3 separate regions of the Mus musculus genome follow, and regions 1 and 3 are each linked to region 2. The links are chromatin contacts, called in public Hi-C and HiChIP or PLAC-seq maps. All regions are on one chromosome and are shown on one strand. The core of a region is the stretch at or near the end of the contact, and the rest is flanking DNA. Distances in the headings are between cores, read along the strand shown.

What was found. Hi-C and Micro-C count contacts between places; a contact is called where the count stands out from the background. HiChIP or PLAC-seq counts read pairs in DNA pulled down with a chosen protein or histone mark.
Region 1: a contact with region 2 is called in an H3K27ac HiChIP or PLAC-seq map of embryonic stem cells, with 5 read pairs. The contact joins the enhancer-like site here to the promoter of Mtus2 in region 2. A contact is called at or near these places in 6 of 484 Hi-C or Micro-C datasets (the G1E-ER4 cell line, bone marrow-derived macrophages, embryonic fibroblasts and 1 more), 1 of 115 datasets of contacts at active chromatin or transcription factors (embryonic stem cells) and 3 of 9 other capture datasets (adipose tissue, macrophages and pancreatic islet).
Region 3: a Hi-C map of cerebral cortex shows a contact between it and region 2, with 1.9 times the contacts expected there. The contact joins the enhancer-like site here to the promoter of Mtus2 in region 2. A contact is called at or near these places in 3 of 39 promoter capture datasets (embryonic stem cells, liver and maxillary cranial neural crest), 4 of 484 Hi-C or Micro-C datasets (cerebral cortex, cortical neurons, embryonic stem cells and 1 more), 4 of 115 datasets of contacts at active chromatin or transcription factors (embryonic stem cells and heart atrium) and 1 of 9 other capture datasets (embryonic stem cells).

Annotation. Positions count from the first base shown.
Region 1 is chr5:147,842,231-147,844,930 of GRCm38.p6, reverse strand. No RefSeq gene overlaps it. Among named protein-coding and RNA genes, the nearest start is that of Pomp, 17 kb to the left of the region's middle. Within about 2 kb of position 1,285, at least 3 of the 459 cell types and tissues checked have an H3K27ac peak or open chromatin away from gene starts, as enhancers often do. A contact at or near this core is called in embryonic stem cells, where this site is marked.
Region 2 is chr5:147,956,036-147,958,735 of GRCm38.p6, reverse strand. Mtus2 (microtubule associated tumor suppressor candidate 2) reads right to left here and starts at 1,416. Exons shown (of 15, transcript NM_001359503.1): 1 at 1,015-1,416.
Region 3 is chr5:148,026,008-148,028,744 of GRCm38.p6, reverse strand. All of the region lies in intron 1 of Mtus2 (microtubule associated tumor suppressor candidate 2), which reads right to left. Among named protein-coding and RNA genes, the nearest start is that of Mtus2, 70 kb to the right of the region's middle. Within about 2 kb of position 1,419, at least 36 of the 459 cell types and tissues checked have an H3K27ac peak or open chromatin away from gene starts, as enhancers often do. A contact at or near this core is called in cerebral cortex and heart atrium, where this site is marked.

The sequences.
Region 1 (2,700 bases), core at 36-2,535, 110 kb after region 2:
ACGACTCAGTAGGTTAAGACACTGTATGATCCTTTGAGGCTCTGAGCTTGGTTCCTGAAACCCTCGAAAAGTCAGATGTGTCTACCATCCTAGGATTCTATTGAAAGATAGAAGGTAGAGACAGAATGGATGTGAGTTTCCAATTATCCTGGGTTCGTCAGACAGTGAAAATACAGAGACCCTGTCTCAATAAGATGAAAAGGGTAAAACCATTCTAGAAAGTTGTTCTCTGACCTCACACAAAAACTTCAAGCACATGTTTCACACATACACACACACAAACTACACAAATGCTAATAACAAATAAAAATCTTAGATGTAGCTTTTGGAAAGATAAGAAGTCCCTAGAATGGTCATTGACATGAAGAGAAGAAAGAGTAGGGACCTTGAAGTTCCTGGGTGACAATGGGGTGTGTGACCTTGCAGAGCCCAGAAAACAGGCCAGAGCACATGCAAAGAAATCTATGGAAATCCAAAGTCTGCAGTTTTTAGTGCCCTGGAGCGAAATAAAAAGATGTTTTTGAGAAGAATCGTTAAACACAACACAGTCTACATTCCTTCTCGGTTCCTGTCAACCCTCCTGATTCCTTCACACATGGATAAGATCATTTTGGCTTTCAAAATGCTGGTTTACAGTTTCTATGCTACGAGATTCTTAGGCTCACTGGTGAGTTTTCTCTCTCAAACCTATTTTTAATTGGAAGAGGCAAGTTTAGTTATCTTGTTTCCAGGAACATTCTAGCAGGCTTAGCAACTCACATTTTATTAGTCTCTGACCTCCTCTATTGAACTCTGGCCTAAAAAGAAACTGTATAAATGTATAGTTAATCTCCCTGCAAAGGGAATCTAAACATATGTCTGAACAGCTTCTACATGTGAAAGCAGGCTGGGGGAGCACATGGCCTCACAGAAAAACATCTAGTAGTTTTTGAGAATTTCTTCCCCCTCTAACTCTTCACATGACCCTTCCCCCACTCCCTCTCAAACTCATGACTACTTCTTCTATATTTATTATTGCTACACACACACAGACATTATATGTGTGTGCCATTTGCATGCGCAAGCGCACACACACACACACACACACACACACTGAGGTCATTTAGTGTTGCTGTCTGTGCACCTGTTTAGGGCTGACCTCCGCGTTACTTTTGAGATGGGAGTGGATACTTACTGGATCCAAGAGGATAAGTGCACTATTTGAAAGGCTAATCAACCCAACCTACAAGCTTTTCCTCTCTAAGAGGCACAGAGTGGGCGGAGTAACTTTCTAGCAGAGAAATGGGGACGGAAGATCCTTTTCCTTTCTCCCTGCCCTTGCTCTTTCATTCACAGCAAGTCTGACAAGAGCTGGGTGACATCGTGGGGGAGAGGGGGGAGGGGAAGGGGGGAGGGACGGGAGCGTCTGGTCTAGGCTGGAATCCTGAATAAGCTGCCAGGACTGGCTGGGAAGGTCTTGGGTGAGTTCCTTCACTTCCTTGTCCCTGACTTTTCATGCTCTGAAAAGGGGGAAGTAGCGTAAGACAATGGCCAAGAGAACACCGCCTTCCTGGTGTCTGAAGGTGGAGAGCAGCCAAAACAGCCACCAGCAACTGTGTGGGAAAATTACACAGCAGAGAAGAAGGCCTGACTGTAGCTATGTGAGACACAGTGAGTCAACCTACGGGACAGGAGACGAATAAATGAATGAATGAAGTTCAAAATAAAAGTAAAGAGTAGACATTTGAGGTATAAACTGGAAGAAACAAGGAAATACAAAATTTTGCAAAATGGCTCCACATGGGCAGAGCCAGGGAAGGGGCACCGGAGTGAGTGGGGCTATTGTTAATGCTGTATTTCTTGAGATCATCTTATTACTCGGAATATGGGTAAGTAGGGGCAGCTGAGGACACAGCTATTGCAGAGGACCAGGGTTCAATTCCCAGCACCCACATAGTGACTCACTACCATTTGGAACTCCAGTTCCAGAGGATATGATGTCTTCTTCTGGTTTCCTTGGATAACGCATGCACGTAGTGCACAGGCATACAAGCAGAGGAAAACAAAACAAGACAAAAACAAAACCCCCAAATATATAAGTAAATATAAAAATATGGATAACTAAAAGGTGGGTGAAGGAGAACCATGCTTGGGACAAAAACGGAAACTGAAGACTCGGATGAACTCAATGGTGTTGGCGTTAAAGTTAAAGGAGACAGAATCGGCAACTTAGTATCCACCACAGTACAGAGTACAATACAAAGTGCTTTGTTGATGTGAATTCAAGTGAGAAAAGTTACTGTGTGCATTATTAAGAAGAAAAACAGGAAGCACATATGACACACACACACCCAAACCTTAAAGTGTATCATGATATGTGACACAGATGACAGTGGTCATTAGAGGCCACACTCCACATTCCCTGGCAAGTTACCAGCACAGGACCTTAATGGAAAAGGATGGGGCAGCATGCATCGAACACTAGACAGTGCTTGGCACCATGTGTTAGTGTTAGAAGTAAACAGCATGCTGTCACAGCTCAAAGTGTCAAGTTGACACAATCTGTACTCATCTAGGAAGAGGGTTCCAGTGAGAGATTGTCTACTTTGGGTTGGCTTATGGACATGTCTATGGAGGGAATGTCTTGATTATGCTAATTGATGTGGGAAGACCTAGCCTACTGTGGGCAACACCATTCCATAGGCAGGGTGTCCTGAACTG
Region 2 (2,700 bases), core at 167-2,666:
CCCACCAACAGTCACAACCCTGACTCCACATGAGCCACACACATAACAAATGCCATCACCAGAAACCAGTAAGAACAAGATGCGTATCTGATGTTTTCCACTCTCATCTTTGTACCTGAAAAATTACGGTACGTGTGAGCAGAGATCTTTAATAACTGTCAACACACGATTAGCTATGTCCACGTGACAGCAAAATACAACTACCTAACAACTTAAAAGCCAAAACGGCTATGTGACAGGGATCTATTTCTTTAAGTCACTTCCCACCTATTTATTGTCAGAGACGTCCCACTGGTTTTCATAACAGACTTAAAAAAAAAAAAAAAGCCTGTTTTGTGTCTTAACGCTTGAGAGTCTACGGTATGAATTTTTCTTTTGAAAGGACCTCCTGTCGCCTTTAAATGATACCAAAACCATCTCATGCTTATCCTGAAGGAAAGTTTTGAGCTAAGACAGAAATTATGGCTCTGACTTCCTGCGCTCTTACGTTCTCTGGTAACCGCTCCTAACTTTACCAACCAGCAAATATTCCTGTGAAGCACTTACATAACAAAAGAGTGCAGGCGCCTCTGGCACGCCGCCAAGCGTACTTCTCTGGGTGTTTGTATTTAAAATAGAACGGTAGTAACATCACTTGCAAGCCTTTCCCTGCACAGACTCAGAATGAAGGGGGTTGAAAAATGGATGGAGCAAGCCTTACCATTCTAGGGCTCCAAGGAAATAACACATCGGTGCTAAATTAAGACGAAGACACGGACCGAATTATCCCGAGCTGGGGGTGGAGAGGGGTGGGAGCTCGCTTAGGCTAACCCGCTGTCGCCTCTGAAACACCGTGCTCAACCTGACATCCCCGGAAGGTGCGAGTGGGTTGCAGCCTCTCTCCGGCGGAGCAGAAGATGTGGGCAGCGGGGAGCGGGCTCTCTGATGCCAGAGAAGCCAGCAAAAGGCACCGCCTCCGCCCCGCTCTGCACCTGTCTCCAGCCGGATCGGGACGCGCGGACAGCAGTCGCTCACCTGGGTCTGGAGGAGCCAAGAAGGATGTGCAGAGAGACCAGAGCAGCCTCCGGGAGCATCCCGGGCCGGGCTACCTCCGCACGCAGCTCCTTCGCAGCTGGAGTTTGCAACGCGCCCACGCGTCCAGACTCCTGACCCACCCGGGTCTTCTGCAACTTGACAGAGCGCGGGCTGAGGTGGCGCAGGTGGCGAGCTTAGGGCACCGGGGTACCTGGGGCCGTGGCCGCAGCCAGCCCTCCGCCCGCGCACTTCACCACTGGGCACCGCCCAAGCCGCCGGGCTCTGATCACAGGGATGGCCCGGGCTGAGGACGCCTCGCCGGACAAAGACGCCGCTCCCGCCCACCCTCCAGTGAGGTGCCGTCCGCGGTGACAGAAGCCGGGCTGCAGCGGCCCGAGGCGCGCACCCCCTCCCGGCCGCCCGGAGATGCTCGCGAGCCCCGGCGCCTCCTCTCGTCCGGAGCCCCGTGGGGGGAGCCGAGCGCCCTCTGCTGGCCCGACACGACCCGGCAGCTCACGGGACCACAGTGGTCCGGAGCATCCAGCCTCAGACCCCAGAGAAAGGAGAAGCAGCCTGAGGTCGCTGACCTAGACTCCTGACTCCCACGAGTGGGATGTGCTGTGGTCCAATCGGAAGAGAGAGCCTCTTTTAATTGCGTGCAGCAGGAAGAATTGGGGTCCAGCGGGTGAACTCGCAAGGGATGTAGCGGGGCTGATGGACAGGAGACTAAAGAAGTCTCTGTAAGGGTTTTGTGTGTGATTGTGTGCGGGTTTGGCGGGGGTGGGGGTGGGGGAGTTGGGGTGTTTGAGGCAGGATCTCACTTGAGACTCACAGATATCCTCTTGCCTCTGCCTCCAAATCTAGGGGTAATGCATAGCCGGCTACCCACTTGAAAGACTCTTGTCTCAACGCAAGCTTGTCTGCTTCGTAGTTCACAACGTTCCTCAGAAGTAAACATGAACGCAGGACTTCTCAGTAGCCCTTCCAGGTCGCCTGAAAGCAGCGCACCTGGGAAGCCTGAAGACAGCCGGGGGGCTTCTCCAGCCTCTGGCTCACAAGATTTGGGACAGACTGACAGAGAAGACAATGAGATGCTGGCTTACTGATGTGCTTGCTCGCTTTCTCTTGGGGGTCGGGAGTGTGGGGAAAATGGGCTCCCTCCCCCACCCCAGCATTGCTGTGCCGAGCAACATTTTATACCAGCTGAATTTTTGTACTAACTGGTCTATATTGTGAAGGGAAATCATGAAAGAGCACTTTTCACACGGCTGTCTTTTTACATTATTCTATGTGGCCTCCCATTTCTTCTGGAGGAATCTAGGGCACGTTTTATCGCTTTTCCTGTCACCTTCGGGTGTTAACAAGCGGTCTGACTGGCTGTTATTACAAAGTCCAGTCCAATCTAAATCAAACTTTAAGCTCATTTCATTTAAGCCTTCGCCCCTCCCTTCCCCTAACTCACAAACCCCAGCCTGACTTAAACCTAGAAAGATAGTAAAGCCTCCTTTGTGCCATTCACTTTCCTATTTGGGTGCTCTGTGAAGCCCATGCCTCCCAGGTGCAAGGAATGAGGTCCTGGCGCTACAGCTCCTTCCTCGGGCCACTCCCACTCCTCCAGGGACTCATCCCACCCCCACCCCCATCCCACAGGCAGACCTGACCATCTTCCACCACATCGGCTGACAG
Region 3 (2,737 bases), core at 170-2,669, 70 kb before region 2:
TTCCTCCATCCCGTTGCATTTGGAATCGGTTGTTTGAGTCATTCCGCAGGACTTGTCCACATCTTTGTCTCTGGAAGGGAGGACGTGGATCCCATGAAAGAGTCTGAATTCAATGTCAAGTTCTGTGGCTCATGAGTTACGATTTCCCTCCTAAGAAGAAGGAGGAAAAGGCCTTCTACGGCGCTATGAGAAGCTTCGTAGAAAACAAAAACAAAAACAAAAACACCACGTTAAAAAACAAAACAAAACAAAAAGGATCTAATGAATGCAATTATCATTTTCAGTAATTGTTAATGGAGAAGAAAAGACCTCTGTCCATTTAGAGAGAAAGAACACTAGGCGCGCCACCTAAATCCTTAGAACCCCCGGGCAAAGTGCTAAGTCCACACAGAATCCACTCAGCGTCTCCACACCCCGTCATCTGCGAGATGGACTCCATTCTTCAGCACAGGACACCCGCTGAGGCAGACGCAAAGCCCCAGATGGTGGAAGCCATCACTCCCTAAGATGAGCCACTCCCTCTGTTCCACGCACATACGTGCTTCCTGCCATCTCAGCCACGCCTCCCATGTTCCCCACAATTTTGCTCCACCCCTGAGCCCTTTAACCTCCCAGGCAGCTTGTTGGCAGTGTGCCCCGCCCCCAAGTCGGAACTTCAGCCCATGTGTTGTCCCCAGCAGCCCCCCCCTTTCAGTAAATGCCCCTGCCCTTTCAAATCCGCATCCCACATCGTTCAGAAGATTTCTTTAAAGGTTCTATCAGCCACAGCCATCAACATCCCTACTGTGGAAGGCAGCCCTTTCCAAATGACCACACAGCTTTGAAGGGAACGCACAGGGAGCAGCAAGGTAGGGAGAGGACCCCTGCCCGGTCAATCCGAGTGATCCATGAAGTGACAGCTGTTAAAGGCCACTGCCCTCCCTTTCTAGCTTACGTTCCCTTTGAAAAGAGGCCCTGGTGGGAAGCAGCCAAATCTGAATGGAAGGTTCCATGGAAAGGCAAGAAAATAATCTGCAATGGCGAGAGAGGCACCCGGCAGGAGCACTGGCCAATGCTCCACACTGAACGATGTGGACTGGTCTACACCACGTAACAATTAAGAGAGAGACAGAGAGAAAGGAGGGAAGGAAGGAAGAAGGGAGGGAGGGAAGAAGAGAGGAAGGAAGGAAAGAAGGAAGGGAGGAAGGGAGGAAGGGAGGAAGGGAGGAAGGAAGGAAGGAAGGAAGGAAGGAAGGAAGGAAGGAAGGAAGGAAGGAAGGAAGGAAGGAAGGAAACAAAGAAAGGGAAAATGGCTGCCTTGAGGTTGAAGAATGCCAAAGACTAATCAGAAGCATGCAGATGAAACCCAGTGAGTGAGCAAGAGGATTCATCAGTGTCTAGAGCAAAGCAAGGCAGCTGGGGTGCAATGACTGTGAGCAGACAGGAACGTGCCACAGCGGTCTGCAGCCTGCGGTGACGCTACTGAGACCTGGGACTGGCCTCCCCACTGAGGTCAAGTTAAGGACAAGTGGGCGTTCTCTGGACCACGTGGTATTGCCGAAGGCAGACGGGAAAGGCAGAGACCGCAGGATCTACAGCCGGGAGGAGAAGAAGTGTTTGACTTAAAAATAAGGATTTCATTTTAGCAGCGAGAGCCTCTCATATGTGGCCACCAATTTTCCCAGACGCGACACGCAGGAAAATATCACGTATGTGGGTCACACAGAGCTGCTTGGTGATAGTGGGGTCTTTTTATGGCAACATCATTAAGCTATTTATAGCAAGCAATTAAAAAGGCTCTAAGTGGGCCACCACATTCCCATCTGGTGGCTCTGGCTGTGACGGGCATAAAACTGGCAATGAGATAAGAGGCTTACCCACGGCATCGCACTACAGGCTCACAAAGGCCACCTCAGGGTTCCTCTAAACTCGCCTTTAGGTGGTCTTTGTATCTTATTTTGTAAAGTCACTTTAATTAAGCACGGGGCGAGTTACACACAGTGCAGGCCACATTATGGGAAAACATCAAGTTTGTTTAGTGCTAAGCTGGCATTAGGGCAAGCAGGCAGGCGAACACAGTCACAGGGACCTGACAAGCAGGAAGATGTGCCTTAGGGCTGGAACTTCAGTTTTCTGACATATAAAATCGGTACCTAGCAACTGACTTCTGTTTTTCATGAATACGATGTGCCAATCAACTTTGGGCCCAGACACCGCTCAGTAAATGACAGCTGCTTTAAGTACCATTAACACAGCCCAGGCCACCTCCCCCTTGTGGTGAACTTGCAGAAACACACTCATCCAGGAACCCACCTCCGGTCACTTACTCCAAACCTGGTCACTGGTACAGCTATACAAGGATGTTTTACCAAACACTGCACATGCTCACTGCTCACAGTACTCATGATCTTAGAAGAGCATCTTCCCCCATGCCTCAGCTCCACATCGAGGCCATTCCCACCATAGCCCCTTCTTACGCAGAACCTCTCTGTGCTGACCATACCTTGACGTGGGTCACCGTGAGCACGTGAATGAGCAAAGGAATCAGCCATCTTCCTTCCTAATTATCCAGTTAGAAAATTCACCAGCTCACTGGGCTGGACCTCAGTAGAATCACCACTTTAACCACTAGCCACTTCTCTGTCTGTGGTGAGCAGACATCTGTGCCGTGTCTTCTCAGAAAAGTGTTAAACAATGGCCACCTACGGAAACCTCACAGGGCAGACCCTACTCAATCGCTTCTTAGAATCAGATGAGA